Regions from separate parts of the Mus musculus genome. Here all the other regions are linked to region 1. Evidence: chromatin contacts called from public Hi-C and promoter capture Hi-C data. All regions are on one chromosome and are shown on one strand. The core of a region is the stretch at or near the end of the contact, and the rest is flanking DNA. Distances in the headings are between cores, read along the strand shown. Region 1 holds the start of Uchl3 (ubiquitin carboxyl-terminal esterase L3 (ubiquitin thiolesterase)). Region 2 has its middle 56 kb from the start of Mir5130. Region 3 has its middle 72 kb from the start of Gm34589. Region 4 has its middle 49 kb from the start of Gm34589. Region 5 has its middle 12 kb from the start of Gm41234.

What was found. Promoter capture Hi-C pulls out the DNA fragments that hold promoters and counts their contacts. Hi-C and Micro-C count contacts between places; a contact is called where the count stands out from the background.
Region 2: a promoter capture Hi-C map of hippocampal neurons shows a contact between it and region 1, with 3 times the contacts expected there. The contact joins the enhancer-like site here to the promoter of Uchl3 in region 1. A contact is called at or near these places in 6 of 39 promoter capture datasets (the C10 cell line, hippocampal neurons, liver and 2 more), 1 of 115 datasets of contacts at active chromatin or transcription factors (large pre-B cells) and 1 of 9 other capture datasets (pancreatic islet).
Region 3: a promoter capture Hi-C map of pre-B cells shows a contact between it and region 1, with 8 times the contacts expected there. The contact joins the enhancer-like site here to the promoter of Uchl3 in region 1. A contact is called at or near these places in 4 of 39 promoter capture datasets (the C10 cell line, hippocampal neurons, liver and 1 more), 1 of 484 Hi-C or Micro-C datasets (pre-B cells) and 2 of 115 datasets of contacts at active chromatin or transcription factors (large pre-B cells and pro-B cells).
Region 4: a contact with region 1 is called in a promoter capture Hi-C map of the HPC-7 cell line, with 5 times the contacts expected there. The contact joins the enhancer-like site here to the promoter of Uchl3 in region 1. A contact is called at or near these places in 4 of 39 promoter capture datasets (the C10 cell line, the HPC-7 cell line, hippocampal neurons and 1 more) and 2 of 115 datasets of contacts at active chromatin or transcription factors (acute myeloid leukemia and large pre-B cells).
Region 5: a Hi-C map of B cells shows a contact between it and region 1, with 8 read pairs. The contact joins the enhancer-like site here to the promoter of Uchl3 in region 1. A contact is called at or near these places in 5 of 39 promoter capture datasets (the C10 cell line, the HPC-7 cell line, HPC-7-derived erythroid cells and 2 more), 2 of 484 Hi-C or Micro-C datasets (B cells and pre-B cells) and 2 of 115 datasets of contacts at active chromatin or transcription factors (acute myeloid leukemia and pro-B cells).

Annotation. Positions count from the first base shown.
Region 1 is chr14:101,651,938-101,655,534 of GRCm38.p6, forward strand. It overlaps Uchl3 (ubiquitin carboxyl-terminal esterase L3 (ubiquitin thiolesterase)), which reads left to right and starts at 2,030. Exons shown (of 9, transcript NM_016723.2): 1 at 2,030-2,168; 2 at 2,271-2,282. The coding sequence starts at 2,127.
Region 2 is chr14:102,924,473-102,928,069 of GRCm38.p6, forward strand. No RefSeq gene overlaps it. Among named protein-coding and RNA genes, the nearest start is that of Mir5130, 56 kb to the right of the region's middle. Within about 2 kb of position 1,794, at least 43 of the 459 cell types and tissues checked have an H3K27ac peak or open chromatin away from gene starts, as enhancers often do. A contact at or near this core is called in hippocampal neurons and pancreatic islet, where this site is marked.
Region 3 is chr14:102,905,307-102,908,903 of GRCm38.p6, forward strand. No RefSeq gene overlaps it. Among named protein-coding and RNA genes, the nearest start is that of Gm34589, 72 kb to the left of the region's middle. Within about 2 kb of position 1,790, at least 118 of the 459 cell types and tissues checked have an H3K27ac peak or open chromatin away from gene starts, as enhancers often do. A contact at or near this core is called in liver, pre-B cells and pro-B cells, where this site is marked.
Region 4 is chr14:102,881,908-102,885,504 of GRCm38.p6, forward strand. No RefSeq gene overlaps it. Among named protein-coding and RNA genes, the nearest start is that of Gm34589, 49 kb to the left of the region's middle. Within about 2 kb of position 1,629, at least 107 of the 459 cell types and tissues checked have an H3K27ac peak or open chromatin away from gene starts, as enhancers often do. A contact at or near this core is called in the HPC-7 cell line, hippocampal neurons and pre-B cells, where this site is marked.
Region 5 is chr14:102,804,979-102,808,575 of GRCm38.p6, forward strand. No RefSeq gene overlaps it. Among named protein-coding and RNA genes, the nearest start is that of Gm41234, 12 kb to the left of the region's middle. Within about 2 kb of position 1,788, at least 172 of the 459 cell types and tissues checked have an H3K27ac peak or open chromatin away from gene starts, as enhancers often do. A contact at or near this core is called in B cells, the HPC-7 cell line, acute myeloid leukemia and 2 more, where this site is marked.

The sequences.
Region 1 (3,597 bases), core at 780-3,279:
ATCTTAGCAAGAAGAAAACCCCAGAATCAATAAATAAAGCATATTATAGAACTTTGTCCCCTAGGAGATAAAAACAAACAAACAAACAAACAAACAACCCAAAGCTATATGGCAAAGGGACATTCAAACGATGGAGGCGATGACACTGAATTTTGAGCCCCATTTTACATTTAATGAGTCAAAATCTGTGCTTCAGATTCAGGCATCATTCATAGGTATGGTCCAGTCTGAGGATTAAGGCTCTTTGTACTATGTAGGGACATCCATGCCAATGTGAGAGTTAACCTAATAGACTAGAAGTAAGGAGATTGGACGTCTGATATGTTTGCAAGGGTTTGGGGGGATCCGCAGTTCTGTGGGGTACTAGGACCACTTCTCTATGGCAAAAGACACATTATTGCTACCATCCATGTTTGGTGAAGACTTTCCAGTGTGGATGCTTTGGGGTCTCCTATGCGTTTTGCCAACAATTCATTCTCCACGGTGTGTTAGCTAAGCCTGGTTTTCTCACTGGTGTCTCAAGGTAAACTTTAGTAGGATTGTATTTTGGTTTGCTGTTGAGTTATGAGGAAGCAGACATGGTATGTCTAACAGGGAAGAAATTCTCGTGATAGAGGGATAAGGATGTTGTGTGGCGTATTGGCCAAGCACTAAGAGGAGAAACAAAATGCAGAACTGCAGGAGTCTGGAGAAAAGCGGCTGTCTGAAAATTCCCCTGGCACCCCAAACAGCCCCAGTAGAGACTGAGACTATAGCAAGCACCACAAGAGATCAGGCAACTGCAGCTAACCGATCATGAGCCCAGCATTGCCAGATTTACCAAGTCATGAGGTTGGACAGATATGGCATCAAGCCATCAGACAAATAGGGAGGAGTCAAGGGATTACAAGAGTCACCGGGTTATAAAAATAATAGCCAGAGCATGCGTGGGAGAGTTGGAAATTTCCCAAGAAGGACAAATTCAGCATAATAATATTTTTCTCACTTCTTAACTAACCTTTCCCTGAAATCCTTCTCTTCGATACAGAATAGTAATATATATCAGATCAAATTTCTGGAGTCCTGCCATGACTCTTGGTTCCTACATATCAAAAGGATTGCTCCTTGAAATATCTTCTGCTTCTCTGTCTTCATAAATGTTACCTTGTGTCAACTTTCCTGTTTTTGCATTTCCCCACATAACTGACAGATGGTATTTCTGCATACATGATTATTCCACTTCTCTCTCCTTTGTGACACTGAGATTGGGCCCAGGGCCTCAAGCATGCTAGACAAGTGCTCTACCATTTCTCAAATAGCCCTTGAGAAATCTCCTATGTACTAGCCATTGAGTTAAACCCTGAAAAACAAACAAACAAACAAACAAACAAACAAAATCATTACATTTGTCATCCTGAAATTTAGTGGGATGGCGAATGGATTTCAAAATGCTGTTTAAAGTCCTTCAGTTTGTACCAAACAGTACATTGCCTGATTTCCTCTTTGTAGTGGCTCCATATTGTTTCTCAAGCAGAACTGAGTATCTATCTACCTATCACCTATATCCACCATTTACCTATTACCTGTATCTCGGGCAGTGCAATAACAGATAAGGCCAACATATCATTCCAGTATCCTCACAAAGGAGCAGGAAGACCATGATTCCAAGGAGTCAACCCCTCTGGCTTGGCTGCCTTAAGGCTAGCAAACCGGTCCCACTCTCACAGAGTAGGAATCCATGACGCGCCCCCTAGAGCTTCTGGTTGGCATTGCAAGAAGGTGAGGTTGCCTGCGAGCACGCGGCCCGGTGGCGCATGCGTAGAACTCGGGAGCTCGCTCGGGGGAAGGGAGAGTCCAAGTGTGAGGGGAGTTCACCGTTGATCAAAGCTTCTTTTTCTCATGAACTAGGACATGGCTCAGGCTTATCAGTTTAATTTGCCTTTTAACTTCATTAGTAACTCCAGGGCTGAGTCTCCGTAGGGAGAGATCAAGCGTCTTGGGGGTCGTGGAAGTCCATTCGTTGGTTTCCCCCTCGGGGCGGCGTTTGGATGGTGCCGGCCGGAGCGCGCGGGGGCGGAAGCGGCGGCGGCGGCGGCTGCGGCGGTGGTGGCGGCTGTCAGAGCTGGAGAGCGGCCGGCGGAGCAGTCATGGAGGGTCAACGCTGGCTGCCGCTGGAGGCCAACCCTGAGGTGAGCGCGGCCGGGTTCCGCAGCCAGGGCCTGAGCGGGTCGGGAGGCCGGCGCCAGCCCGCATGCGCGCGTCGCTAAACCCTCTTCTGTGTCTCGTTTCAGGTCACCAACCAGGTGAGTGCGGTCGGTGCCTGTCACCCCGGACCCCGGAGTCCTTCCCGCCTTCCCCGCCAGCCTCCCCGCTGGCCTTCACCTCTGCATCCCCAAGGATCCAGGGATCTCATCCCGGGCGGGCAGGCGGCCCCAGGCTGCGGCTGTGGGCGGCTCCGCCCCTCTCGGGCCACCACCTGGCTCGGGGAGATGCCGGTGCAGCGAGCGTCCTCTGTCCCTCCGTCGGACCCCGCGTCGCCGGCGCTGCCTGGGGCACCCGGGGTCTGAGGTTTGGTAGCCCCTCGCCTGGTATCCCCACCCCGTGCCTTTCCCCATCTTGGTTCGTCTCCTTGCCGTTGCGGGTTCCATCCTGTTCCTTGACCCTGTCCCTTCTAAGGTGACTAATTTGCCAACACTTCCTGACTCCCGGCTTTGTAAACTTGCCCACCCAGTTCTGGTAATTCCATCCACCTCCTGTACAATGAAATCACCTTTCAGTCATCTCTTGCCCCATCGAGGTCCTTCTCTTCCCTGCCACGCCCCCTTTCTCTCCCCGTCTTTCGAAGGTGGACCTGGTCCTTGCCTCCTGTACCACACAAAGCCCGGTTTAATGGTTGTCCTGCAATGCGTAGCCACCTGCTACTCTTAAAAGGGAGTTTGTTTTGGATACTGAAGGTTGGGGCTTGGGATGCCTTTCAGACCCCAAATTAGGTGGTGGAATGCATATATATATATATATATATTTGCACAGATATGTATTAATTAGCCTTTTTTTCTGCTCTCAGATTTAGTTCACCTTTAACAGTTCTCTTAGTTTGTTATATAGTTTTCTTCCTTTTCTTCCATCTTTCTTCTCATAACCGAAGGATAAAGATCTATTATCAACGTTTAAAAATGCTTTTTTGAGACCAGACATCGTGGTACATGTCTGCCAGTATCAGCGTGTGGGAGGCTGAGGTAAAGAGGATTTTGAGTTCCAGCCCAGCCTGAATTGAAATGCTGCCTAAAAACCTGCTCCCTTCCTCCAATTATTATTATTATTATTGTTATTTTTAACGGTTTTTTTAAAAGCATTTTAGCAAATTCTTTGTATAAAACACACAGGCTTTATGTTAGAGGTGACATCCTTTGTCTTTTGGAATTTTTGAAAGTGTTTTCATTTATTTTGTTTCATTTATTGTTTCATTGATTTCGGGTGGAGGTCAGAGGACAACTTTCTAGATTCAGTTCTCTCAGTCCCTCAGGTGGGTCCTTGGGATTAAACACAGGTCTTCTGTATTTGCTGGTGGGAGGAGCCTTGACTCACTGGCCTGACTCCCTGTAGCTTATGTGGGTTTGT
Region 2 (3,597 bases), core at 544-3,043, 1.3 Mb after region 1:
GAACTTCTGGCCTCTTCAACAATATCTGGTGGAAAGAAAAGAGGTTTGGCATCAGAAGGGAAAGAAGGGGGCACCACCAACAACAAAGACCCTGATGTTTATACAATGTACACTGGGAAGTTTTCAGCACCTTGGACTGGGGGGTCAGTAGAAGAGAGGCCCGTCAGTCAGAGCTGGAATTAGTAGGTAAACTAAGGGGGTTAACTGTTTAAATTCTTCCCTGGAGAGTGAGCCCATGAGCCAGTGCTTCTCATATCATCCCAGGGACTGGGTTTCAATGAAGGGAGTGTTGGGGGTGTTTTAATAAAAGTAGAAGAGAAAGTAGTGACACCAGATAGCCCCAAACAACGCCTGGCTCACCCTGGTTCTGCGTGGGAGGACTCACTTCTCTAAAAGTCATTTTTCTGAACCTCTGCAACATCCTGCTAAAGGGTGGCTCCCCACCCCCCAGAGTGGGTAAGCTTTCTAAAATAAAAATTAAAGCAGGCAAAGTCTCTCAACTCAAAGCCACCAAGCAAGCTTATCGCTGATGTCGACTAGAAAAGCTGAAGGCCTGATTTGACAGGTCCCTCCCCAAACATTTTTTTTAAGTTAGTGCTAGCCTCTCACACCAAAGACTGATTGTTGCATTCCTAGACCCTAGGGACCCTGTGCTTTTGGTCTTGTCTAACCCTCAGAGCCCTAAGCATCATGGGAAAAAGAATCAGAAAATGGGGTGAGCAGCTGCACCCCAGCTTCTGGCTGCTATCATCCCACCAAGTCAATGTTTGACATATTTGTTTGTCCTCTAAGATGTCAGTTCTAGGGTTCCACCTGAGAGGGGTTCAGAGAAAAGCAGAGAACAGACCCTGCCAAGGAGAAGAATGGTCTCCTGTGGGCCTACTTCAGCCTCAGACTGAAACAGATCGTAATTTATGTTTGTCTGACTTCCAGAGCCTGGAAAGTGCTTTTCTTTATCTCTCAGCTTGTTTGTGTGTTAGTCTTTGGAACCCGGAGGGGAAGCAATACATTAAATCTGCTCCATAGCAACTGTGTCCCTCTTCCTTTAATGGAGCCCAGGTAATCATCATTACCACCAGGCGGGAGTGGCCAGAAATTCAAGCTGGGTACTCAAGTCCTTTTCAAAGGTGTTGGTGCTGGGAGGTGGGAAACTTTTCCAATATTTGTTGTCACAAACCCTCAAAAAATATATTTTCTATAAATATAATATTTCTTGTAAGGAATAATTTTTTTATGTGTAAAGGAGAGATTGGTACTAAAACTAAATCTACTGCGTTCTGTTTCAAGCACTTGTTAGTATCAGAATCATTCTGTTTAGCAGATTCTAATAGCAAGCTCATTAAAACTTCAGAAATGCCTTTGACAGGGGGCCGTCACCATCTTCTCATATCGAGACAAGCACACAGAGAGGGTCTGGGTACCAGGATCTATTCGATAAGTGGCTGCATATGCTGGCATAGCTGGGGATGTGGCCTTGGCTCCAGCATCCCCTGGAAGACGAGACAGTGTGTGCACTGTGTGGTGTCTCCCTTGTCTTCATCCTTCTCATGCTTGCTTGTTTCTCTTTGCTGTCTGTTTCCAGGTCCCATCTTTCTGTTGATTTCTGGCTGTCCAAAACCTCCTCTTCAGCAGCCACAAACATGGTCTGTGCCAAAGGACTCTGGACTCTGAACTTCCTGGGATGGCCATTGTAAGCCCATGGCAGCAAAAAACCAAACAGCCCAGACTGTTAAAAGCAGTTCAGTGCCATGAAGATGTCAGGCACCATCTGGCAGGATGCTGTTGTCTCTCCCTAGCAACGGTTCCCACAGCTTGTCTCTGGTTACCTTGCCTGCTTCCCTAGTTACAGCACTCCCAGTCTCAGTGCACCTCTGACATCACCCCACTGATCCGAAGCCTTTCCATGTCAATCCTAGACCATCTTATACCCCAGGCTACCAAGTTCAGAGACCACTAGTCAACCCCCAGTGCTAGCTAGTACTAAAGTCCCAACAGAGTTCAGTCTTGGGCAAATATTTGAAGCTTCTGAAAGCCTTATGAAGCTATTAAGCCCCCCCTCCCCAAATACCCGGCCCCGGGATTGTGATTTATTTTCTAGTGGAAAGCAACACGTCTTAAAGCTATAAATCTGGCCCAAAGGACCTCTCTAGGTTTCGAATCCCTAAGCGAACCTAAGCAATACTCAGTGATGAGACCCCACCCACTGTGCAAAAGTTAATTCTTCACCTAGCAGTGCCTCAGCAGCCACATACCATTTATTTTAAGTGAGTAATTTATTTAGGTTTTCGTTATGTTTTCCAGTCTTCACTAAGATACATTTCGTAATGAAATTTCACAAAAGCAAACCTAACTAATTTTTAATCTTCCAGGAAGGCTCCATGAAACTACACCAATGCCTTTGCATATGGACTGTGTTCGTGTGACCACCACCCCGCCCCCGGTTGAATACTGTGCTTCTTCAGAAATTACAGTTCTTCCATGCCTCCAAAGTACTACCCCAAAATACCCCGAAGTAGAACCCCAAAACTGCCAGTTATATAGTAAGAATATCATTTGCTTTTTTTTTTCAATTAAACCTGCACAGTTTTGTTTTTCCTAGTCCTTCATTTCACCCTGAAGACGTGAGGTCTAGGCACTGGCAGCTCAATATTAAAACCATCCTAGTGAGTCACCAGCTGAAGTTTAACGAGAAGGCAAGAAAGCAAAGCACCCAGGAAACCTGCCTGCCCTCTGAAAGCCAGCATACCCGCTAAGACTTTCCCTGAGTGGTTCTACCCATCATAAATATCCTGCCATAGAAACTGGCCATGGAAACACTAGGTTTCCAGTGCCAGAATCTCCCCCCTCTATGCCAATCATCTACAAAACCCACCCACTTCCTCTCTGCCCATTTCTTAAAATTAGACCCTGCTCTCTCCGCAGCTCCCATTTCCGTGGTCCTACATGCCTCTAATGTCTATCATTTACCCACATGTTTACCCAAGTGAAGGCAACTTGTGTTTTGTTACTTAATTTTATTTGCCCATAGCCGTTCAGGGAGATACTGCTCCCTGGTCATCCATCCCACCCTCCTCACCCCCTACACCAATCCATCCCTTACCTGCCTTTCTTCCTGTTGTGGCATTTCTCACATAATAGATTCAATAAACAGTTGGTGTTTGGCTGACTTAAATCTCTGATGGCAAACTATATAACACATAAAACTTTTAAGTCTGAGCCTAGACACTAGTAAAAAAATTTACAACCTCTAAGCTTCACTGGTATTAAAACTTACAATTTGTTTCTCACTGAGTTGCAGAATAACATACTGCATAAACAGATCTAGACTACAGTCACTAGAGAAAATAAACGTCAAAGATAAAAGCTAGACAACATGATAGAAGGCATAGCCAAGCAAGGTATATGGACACAAACTATATCCTTGCCAATAAAGACAACTAATCAAATAAAAGTTCTTTAATTACCATGCCAACAGCAGCCACTGGTGGAAATTCACTAGCAGGTACTGCGGGCCTATGTTTTACATAAACAAAAAAGGGGGAGAGAAACAGAAACAGGCTTTCTGAGTAAGATCACCACCATCAGCATACAGGCAGA
Region 3 (3,597 bases), core at 540-3,039, 1.3 Mb after region 1:
TTTTACCAATCCTAAATCTGATAGGGGACTAATATCTAATATATACAAAGAGCTCAAGAAGCTGAACTCCAGAAATTCAAATAACCCCATTAAGAAATGGGGTACAGAGCTAAACAAATAATTCTCAACTGAGGAGTACCAAATGGCTGAGAAGCACCTGAAAAAAATGTTCAACATCCTTAATCATCAGGGAAATGCAAATCAAAACAGCAGTCATATCTAAGAACTCATTGAAGAAAAAGAACTTAGCCCATCTGCACAAGGCCAGGGATGTTATGGGTCACAAAATCTCCTTGTTTTAAATATGCTTATATTTAAGAAACCAAGACATGTGTCTGAAATGTCTAGATTATGAAGATGCCATAATCAGTGTTTTTATATCATTTCTTTTTTGAAACTATAATCCCATCATTTCCTTTCCCCTTTCCTTTCTCTAGGCCCCTCCCATAAATTCCTTCTTCCTTTCTTTCAAACTCATGACTTCTTTTTACATTAATTGTTAAATATGTGTGAATATGTGTATGTGTGTGCATATTTTATGTATGTATGTATGTATGTATGTATGTATGTAACAAATAACAACCTGCTTGGTCTGTATATCATAATCTGTACCCATGTTTTCCAGGATGACCATTTGTTATTGAATGGTCAGTTGGTGGGCTCTTCCCTGGAAAAGACTATTTCTCCCATTCTCAGGCGCCTGGGGTATTTTTATATCAAACTGCTTGGCCCATCACTTCAGTTCCCCTGTATAGGCACATCTTGAATTTGAGCTGCTGATCCCCACACCGGGCATGAATTTTGTTGTGGGAAGCTGGGCTGTGGGGACAAACGCCTATGTGTGAAATTGTAGGTTTCATATAAATTCTGCTTTCCCAAAGCACAAAGAGACATGCACGTGAGCAGTGTGCCTGTCCAAGCAGGAAGGCCAGCAGCTGGTGCACCACCATGTCACACTCTGTACTGAGTGATTTCTACTGAAGGACTGGTGCTTGCTATCTGTCACACAGCAGCCCAGTCTGTTTTTTCTGACAAGCAAATGGAAATATTTTGATACTCTGACCCTCTTGCTCATCCTCTGAAAAAACAAACAAACAAACAACAACAACAAAAAAAAACCTGTCCCAGTTCCTGCCACACTGTCCTCTCACTTCCTTCCTGAGCAATGTGCTCCCTGCACCCTCTGCTCTTGTACTGAAAATGGTGACACAAACAGGAAACCCCTGTGCCAGGCTGGGCAGCAAACACATAGGACCCTGGGCATGTGCACTGAAGTACTGGCTCACCATGGGGAGCGGCAGCCTTTGGGTGGGGGATCTTGTCAGACCACTGAGCAAGGTTCTATGTGGTCTACTAATGAAAATGAGAGTAATCAAACATAGAGGGGTCTCTGGCCACCTTCCATGATGAAAACATTCTTATGGAGAGAGTATCAGGGGGCTCAGCATTAAACTGGGCAGAGCCAGGCTAGAATCCACATCTCCTAAAAACTCTCTACTTCAACTCCTCACCCCATCTTTTACAAAGACGAATGAGGAAAAGGAAATATCAAATCATGGAAAAGTTGGAGAGTGTCTAGCCTAAGGCTTCTCTAAACAGGAACTATGAGACTATCTGTTCTAACCACAGGTCTCTCGAGGCATCTGGCCTGCTACACCCAAGAAAACTGTCTTTGCACAGGTGCCTACAAACGATCTGGAGTGGGGACAAAGCTCAACTCCCTCTCTCGGTACAGAGGAGAGGACCTTTTAGATAGCTCTGTCTTTTTGTAGCTCACACAGCCTGTTGCTGCAGTGCAACCACAGGGAAACTCACAAAAGGGAAACTGTGGTCCAGCATTGGGAACCCACATGCAGAGCGCTGAATGCTTCAAGGTTGCAAAATCTGCAAACAACCCCAAGCCCACCATGACACCCTCGTGGCCATTGGTCAAAGATGCAAGAGAGATTTCTATGCTGATGACAGACACAATCCACACTAGTTTGAGATGGGTTTTAATAGGACTTTTTTCTTTTTAATGCTTTTTAGAGCTTCTTCAGATTATGTATCAATTTGTAGGACAGAACTAGATTTGCACTTGGGGCCACACTGCCTTTAGAGAATGCATATTCATAGGGAATTTCCTGCCTCTAAAATGTCTCATGAAGGTTCTCCCACCTCTTAAACTGCCTTGTTCCTTCCAATGTACAGAGAAAAGGATGATTTTCTGGCACCTACTCAGAGCTATAATGTGGATCTTCATGTCCCTCAAAGACCCCAGGATGCTATTAGAGGCAGTAGACCCTTTAAAGGAGGGAGTTTGGTTGGTGGGTCCCTAGGTCACTGGGGTGTGTCTTAAGAAGTATAAGAGGAAGTGAGAGAGTCTCTTCCTCTTTCTCTTTTCCTTCTTCCTCTTCTACTCTCTCTCCTCTTGCCGGCTCCCTCCTCCACTTCTTTGGTTCCAGTTCATGAAATCAGCCAATTTACTTGGCTGTTGTTGTCCCAAGACGTACTGCCTTACCACAAAACCCAAGCAATGGGAATGTGAAAAACTGGGAACAGAAACAAGCTTAGCTCTTTTCGTTTTCCAGACGGGATCCCATGTTTCCCAGGCTGGCTTTAAACCTGCTGTGTGATGGAGGATGGTCTTTGCCACGTGTTCTCCTTATGTGGAGATCACAGAACTGGGTCATCATGCTGGGTCTCTGTAGACCTAGGGATCAAGCACGGCTTCACACATGCAAGGCAGGTTCACCACCTATGGAACTAAGTCCCCTGACCTCCCCCACCTCCACTGCCCCATTTTGCTTTATAAGTTGGTTATCTTTGGGGCACAAAATGGACTAACACCCCTAGCACTTAGGGGTAATTACCTAGGGGTTATTACTGCCAGCAAACAGGATGGTGCAGACTGGGATGTCTGGCTGTATGTTTTGGTCCAGACCTTGTATCTGGTCACAGAGCTATGACTCGGGTCCAGTATGGTCCTGGGTCTGGTGTCTTTACATTATGCTGTTGTTTTCAGCATCCAGAGGACGGCTGTGCTCAACGCTGTACAGAGCTCATTTGACGCCCTCGTCTCTCCTTCCCTGAAAGCAAAATCAAAAACAAACAAAAAACAGAAATTCCAGTACCACTGCCCACTTTACGTTCTCCTTAATCATAGAGAGCCAAAGTCACCAAAGTGAAACTATTATCATTATCACTATTTGCCTAAAATACTAACCGAAGAAAGGTGAACTGCCTCCTTTTCTTTATGATTCTTAGAGGTTCTCTTCATGGTCCAGTCATGGATCTAGTTCGTAATGAGCAACCTAGACTAGCTGGTATCAGCTTGATACCTACTTATGTAATACCTATAAACATAAGTGTGTAGCACAGAGCCTGCTTGGATGATAATCCCAGAAGTTTACATCTTTATCTTGTATTCAATATCAAAGTCACTCAGCATTAGGTGCCTCATAAACTTATAATCTTTTTAGTGAAGAAAATGATGATGATAGTGATGATCAGGTGGCAGTGGTGGTAGTGGTGATGGTGATATAAAGACCAGGAACTAACCTAGAAAAACACTCAGGGTGCTTTACTGAGATTGTCTGTAGAGGATATCCAACAGAG
Region 4 (3,597 bases), core at 379-2,878, 1.2 Mb after region 1:
AAGAATGGGAGGAATGGAAAACAATGTAGACATGGGGTATACATGAGGTTGGCATGGCCTGGGAGTGGCATAGGCATGGGGTAGACATGGCACGGGCATGATGTAGACATGGTGTAGGCATAGGGTGGGAACAGTAGAAGAAGAGAGAGATCAAAGCTCATTGTATGAAATCCTTGAAGATGCTGGGTGTGGTGGCACACGCCTTTAATCCCAGCACTCGGGAGGCAGAGGCAGGCAGATTTCTGAGTTCGAGGCCAGCCTGGTCTGCAAAGTGAGTTCCAGGACAGCCAGGGCTATATAGAGAAACCCTGTCTCGAAAAACCAAAAGAAAAAAAAGAAAAAAAAAAAAGAAAGAAAGAAAGAAACTCTTGAAGAAAGAACTAATTAAAAACCCAACATAAAAAAATAAAGATGATACAAATAACTCATGAGTTTATTGCAAAGGAAATTAAAACCAGACAGTTGAACATACAGAAAAAGAAAAAAGGAAGTTCCCTTCACTCGTAAACCCCTCCACCCGACTTCTCCACCCACAGGAACCGATGATTTAAACCCCTTTTGTTCTAGATGCACATAGCTTCATAGTGTTCCTATCTGTCTCTTGCAAGGCACTACAAGACTATCTATAAATATCAGATGTCTTTATTCTGTCAAATTTAATGAAAAACTTGACAAATTTCTCACTAAAACTGAAAGTTGCTTTTCAAATGAAAATCCATTATTTATATCTCCCAGAACTGATTCTAATCAGTATTCTCCATCTCTGCTAATATTGCAGTTTTCAACATAATAAGCTAATAGCCCTGCATTCTAGAGGAAGAGATAGTGTCCACCAAGTGCAGGGTGGGAATGGCTATTTAGTTTTTGACCTCCAGGAAAATGGAGTATGTTTGTTCAGACTCTTGACCAGTTCTAGTGATGCCGCAGTGTGTCTTGCCATTCAAAAAATGCATCCAGCCTATGAGCCCTACCTTACGAACCAATACCATAATTCTCCCTGATTATTCTGAAAGGCCAGCAAATGATTGCCAGGCAGGAACGAGAGTCCAAGGAGAAAGAACCCGAGTACTTTGGGCATCCTAAATATGCAGAATTCAGGCTCCACTCCTGTGCGATTACATAACCTTATGGCTAACTGGCAAAAAAAAAGAAAAATTGTGGAGAGTGAAAAATTCAGTGAAGATTTTGCAGAGATCTCTTATACATAAAGGCAGTAGGAAAAACACTTCGTGGAATAAAATTCAATTAATCATAGATCTCATGTCCAACAAAGCATTACAGTGAGCTTGGGAAGGAGGAACGATTTTTCCATTTGTTAATTGCTGTTGTGCTATGGATCTAATACAAGCTGGCTGGCTTACGTTTATACTACCCAGAAGGTTCACTCAATAGGTAATCCATGCTTTGAAAGAGGACTCTACAAAACACAAAGTTCATTAGCTTCATCTTCATGGGATCTGGCCTCTTCTCCCCAGTAGCAAAAGGGCTGCAGCAATTTCAGCCTTTGTATTTCCTATTACAGCATTCAGTAAAAAAAAAAAAACGGAAAGCATCTGTTGGAACTCATTCTCCTTGGCATGCTCTGCACTCTTCCTGTGTGAGGAAGGAGGCGGGGTTATGCTAATCAGAATAGACAAAGAGAAGGCTGGAGAGGGAACTCAGGCCTAACCCAGCTTTGAGGGTCTTGCCTAGAAAAGGCAAGTAGTCAACACGGGGAGGCAGGTGTAAGGTCCACACCACCTAAATATCCTCAAACATCCTCTGAGATTAAGAGAGAAGCGAACGGGCCTGGTAGGAGAAGGCAAGTGAAGGAACTGGGATACTCTTCTATGGTGCTCGTCAGCCAGAAAGAAACAAGGAACAGAAAGTTTCTCTAACGGTATAAATGCTATCATATCACAACTGAAAACTATTAATTCCTGTTAGCACTGTTTGTTCCAGCACAGACTATCTCCCTTGTCAATGCTTTTCAAAGAAAAGCCAAAGTTTGTTCCATCCTCTTGTCCTTGGAATCCATCTCCCAACAGTGACGATCAGAGCGCAGTGCACACTGGGTATGCTAGAAGTAGACCTGGTGATGCTTTATCGGGGTGTGGAATGACGTCTAACTTATGCTTCGTTCGTAGAGCAAGACTGAGATTTCAAATGAGAAGTTCATTTCCAGCTCTTCGTGTTACGTACCTTTTTTTTTTTCTTTACTCCTGAGCTGTGGACTTGGTGATTTGCAAGCACTTGACGACAGACAGCACAAAAGTGAAATCAAGAACGGGAGGATGCTTTCACAGAGAGTACTCCGAACCGTTCCTCTGCTTTCAGACTAAATAGATAATTAGCTATCCAATTTAAAAGATGTTCTTGAGTGAAGATGGCACAGTGTTCCTTGGAAACGTGTTTTAAAGTTTAATGATCTTTGCTATCAGCATGAAGCTTATGTTGAAACTAACAGTGAATTGAATCTCACCATAAGAATGTTCGTTAAATGTAGAGCGTGCCTACTAAGTGGCTGTCCTGAAGTTCACACCCATGTGTCTCTGTAGAAAGTGCTCTGTAAGGAACTGGCCTTTGTTAAGCTAGAAAACTCAATTGCTCATACACCAGTTGACCAACGTCCAGGTTTTCACAATTGAAAAGCTGCCCTAAGGAAAATGCTGGGGGAGGGGAAGTATAAACATTACCCGCAGCTAAGCGTGGTGGTGGTGGTGGTGGTGGTGGTGGTGGTGGCTCCGTACTTGTAACCCCTGAACTGGGAGACTAAAGCAGAGGGAATCACTGCAAATTCCAGGCCCAGTGAGACTATCTCAAAACAGCAAGCACCGCTCAGGCCTGCCTCTCCAGGGTACATGCTCTCATTTCACTTGCCTGGTTTTTTATGGTTCCCATGGTTTTCCTTTGAGCCTTCTGCTATTTTTTTCTCAGTTATGATAAACTGATGTCTTAAATTGAACTCCACAAATAGATACAACCACTAATGTCTAGAAAAATCACTAGTTTGGGGAAACTTAGCAGGTCCCTAGCCTCAATATTTTTATACTAAGTTGTGTTTGAGTGGAAAAGAAAACGGCATCTAAAACTGAAGAGTCGAGAGAGGAGATATCAACTAATAATCAGGGAGTGACAGTTCATATCTTTGTTACCAAGGATGACTAAGCCAATAAATCCCTTCGCTAACACCAGCTGCCCATAATCTAAATATATCAGCAACCATCCCCCAGCAGTGTGCACTAAACTGCTGAGAAGCATTAATTTTATCAAAGCTTGTGGAGCTCAAGTTCATGCAGGTTTATACCCGAGCGGGTTCCAAGACCACTGCAAGCCTCTTCAAGGTGACCGAAAGCCTCCAACATCTATTATGGAGGGCCTGGGGTCCTCTGAGTCTCTTCAATGTCTCTTCAACACTACCCAGCAGCAGGGAGCTGAGCAGAGCTCTTGCAAGGAAAGTCTACAATTGTCTCATAGTGCGAAGCCATGCCTTACACTAAGTCAAACCTCCTCTCTGTCATTTCTACTGAAGCGTGTAAAGCCCTCTCCATGTGACAAGCCTTCAAATACAGGAAGACAGTTATTATACCCTACTGCTTGTCATCTTCTGTCTTCTTC
Region 5 (3,597 bases), core at 538-3,037, 1.2 Mb after region 1:
TACTGGGTTTCCTTGTCCAGCTTTGATGTGAGGGTATATGCTTAGCCTTATTGTACCTTATTATGTTGTGTTTGGTTGGTATCCCTGGGAGGTCTGCTCTTTTCTGGAAGGAAATGGAGGAGGAGTGGATCTGGGGGAGAGGGGAGTTGGGGGGACACTGGCAGGAGAGGAGGGAAAACAGCTAGAGATGTAATATATGAGAGATGACGAAACAAAAAATAGATTATAAAAAAGAGTCATAATACACAGTGAAATGAAATGAATGTTTGTGGTGGGTATTATAATAAGCAACACAATAAACTTGACACTAAGCTGTCGCATGTCTAAAGACCAAACCTAAAAGAAAAATTATTAACACAATAGAATTATCTTCTGAATATTTTAAGTGAGGTAAAATTTTTTGACAAAAAAAAAATTACAGAAAAGGGGACTGTACCCAAGATCATTAGAATTTTTAGACTTTAAGCAGCTATCTACAACCCCATGTTCCAGACAGCGTTGACTTCAGATCATGCCAAATGTGTTCTTATTTAGCCTGTCCTACATTGCTCAGAAAAGGAAACGCTATAGACAATCTTGAGGATGCCTGTCAGTTAATTCATCATCATTTTTAATAACAACATAGAGATAAAGGCAGAAGGGCCAGCCTTCAGAAAATGATTTTCTCCTGAGTATTTTTAGAAATTCAAGTTACATTGTGATTTTTAAAACATAGATTGTATTATTTATAGCTGAAACACAAATGACTATGGAAAGAAAAAGGTGGTGGTCTAATGAAATAAGCCCAGTTTTGGCTCCAAGGAGACCGTGGTTCGGCTCTAAGCAAACAATGCAGTGGCCACCTCTCTTGGTGAATGACCGCACCTGATGGATGCGTGCAAACAGCAACGCAAAATAATATATGAGGAGCTTGCGTGCATCAGCTACAGTCTGAACCTCAGCCTTGGCAGTTTGGCGGTTTCGGGGAGCTAAAACATGAAGAGAAGGATAAAATCTTCCTTGTTTCTTCATGCCCTTTTGAGATTTCAGCTTAAGGCCCTAGAAAAAGGCAAGAGCCTCTAACCATTGGAAATTATAGCATCAGCGCCCCCTTCTGCGCCACTCTCCACATCCCTTTTCCACCCTGAATGCATCAGTTCTTGTCTGATCTCGGAAGCTAAGCAGGGTCCATTCCGGTTCCCACTTGGATGGGAGACCACCCTTTAAAGTAACCCACGCCTCACCAGAGTTAATGTTACGGTGTGAATTAGTGTGCCTGAGAACATGCTGTCACTGAATAGAGCAGAAAGGCAAAACAGTTTTGCTCAGCCTGCTGTCCTAAAGCCAGCACACAAAACAAATGTAAAATATCAGCAGAAAAATCCCCCGCTTCTGACATGTAAACTGTCCCAGCCACAAAACCACAGTGTAAGGCTTGGCAGTAAAACACTGTACAGTCTAAACTGAGTTAGGTGGCCACCCTGAGGGCACAACTCCTCAGATCCCAGAGAGATGAAGAGGCCTGCCACAAGTGGTCTGGGTTGTACTCAATCCCTCAACTGAAAATCAGACTTCTGTGCCGGGTGACAGACCGTTGGAGAAGCAAAGACTATTCCTGAAGGGTCGCAATGTAATGCCACAAGGCTCCTGAGCGCTGGGGAGCTACAGGAGACAGCATGACATCTTGCTCTTCCTGTGGGATGATTCGGCTTCTTATCTAAAGGAAATAGCAGAAGTGGAGCAGAGGGTAGAGAGGAGAGGAAATGGCGACGAGTGGAGGTCAGCCAGCCTGTGGTCACGTGGCTCACCTTCGCTGTCCTAGCCTCTGAAAACCGAAAATACAGAGGGAAATTGTGCCCTGTCAGAGAGTAACTGAGAACGCAGAAAGTTTTCAACACCGGAAACCTTGAGGGAATAATTAAAGCCTGTCGCACTATCCTTTCTGTTTGGGTCTCTGCTAGCAACCCTTCACACTACACACACACACACACACACACCAATAAGTGATCAGTCACACCAAAAAATGAGAAATTAATATAAGACTGGAAAAGGAGAAGATGTTAGAGACAAGCTTCTGTTTTTTTTAACAGGAAAGACAAGCAAAATTATTTGGGGCTTCCTCACCCCACCAAAAAGACAAAACAAAACAAAACAAAACAAAACAAAACAAAACAACTATTTCAGAAATGAGCTAGTCAGGTTTCTGGATAAAATGATGCAAGTCCTCATGCCTGCAAGATAAGCATGGGAGCATTTTACTAACTGAGCTATCCCCCAAACTACGTGTGTGTGTGTGTGTGTGTGTGTGTGTGTGTGTGTGTGTGTGTGTTCTCTGTGTGTTTTTTCTCTGTATGTGTGTTTTTTCTCTATGTGTGTGTTTTTTCTCTGTGTGTGTTTTTTCTCTGTGTGTATGTGTTTTGTGTGCGTATGTATGTGTTCTGTGTGTGTTTTGTGTATATGTGTGTTTTCTGTGTGTGCTATGTGTGTTCTGTGTGTGTTTGTATTCTCTGTGTGTGTGTTCTGTGTGTGTTCTGTGTATGTGTGTTCTGTGTGTGTGTGTTCTGTGTGTGTGTGTTCTGTGTGTTCTGTGTGTGTGTGTTCTGTGTGTTCTGTGTGTGTGTGTTCTGTATGTGTGTTCTGTGTGTGTATGTTCTGTGTGTGTGTTCTGTGTGTATGTTCTCTGTGTATTCTGTGTGTGTGATGAGTGTGTGTATGTGTGTGTGCGTGCGCTCACGCGCACACGCATTGCATGTGTGTATTCTTTTTTCCATTTGTTGTCTTCTATTTGGGAGTGGGTTTTGTCTGTCTTTTCTACTTATTTCTTGAACTTTACCAAATGAACAAAGTTAGGGCCCTTCAGTGATTGAAAAAGTGAATAAAATTTTAGTGGAAAATTTCTCCGCCATTTTGACTGTTTGCAAGTGGGCCAACCAGAGCATGGAGATTCTGGGGAAAATATGTGAGAAATGAATTTAAGTCGGTGATTATGGTTCATGTCTCCCTGCCCTTATGAACCTCTACCTGGGGGTCCACTCTGACCAACTGCTTTGTGAAAGACAAAGTTAGCTTCCCAAGTGAGCTGTTGGTGGGCTCGAAAGGAGAAATTTTATTCCACTGGATCCTTGACATCTTACGGAGACAGTCCCAGGTTTGTGCTTACCTCATGGGAAAATATGAGAAGAAAAGCAATGGTCCTCTTACAAATGTGTGAGACAGGCAGAGAAAGGGACTATGCAACAAACAGGACTCACAGGACAGGAGTCAGCCTTCTCTGGGATACGGAGCTATCTACAGTCTCCTTATATACATTCCTCCTTAGGGAAGAGCAGAAAAAGGCAAGACTATTTCTCTCTCGTGACTTCTTGAAGTCAGCAATAGAGGCATACATCTGGTCCTGATTCTGTGGGTCAACTCAAGGGCATGGAAGATCCAGATAAGATGTATCTACCAGAGAGAGAAGTATATGAATGGGGGACTAGCTGACCCTGCAGGTACCTCAGCAAACACTGTCCACCCACTAGGAGTTAACTGTGGACCTTCCCTGTTTTACTGTCTCTCTACCTCTCTGCCCCTGGATAGATCTCCAGCAGTAGAAAGCTAACCACCTCAGGCCCAGCT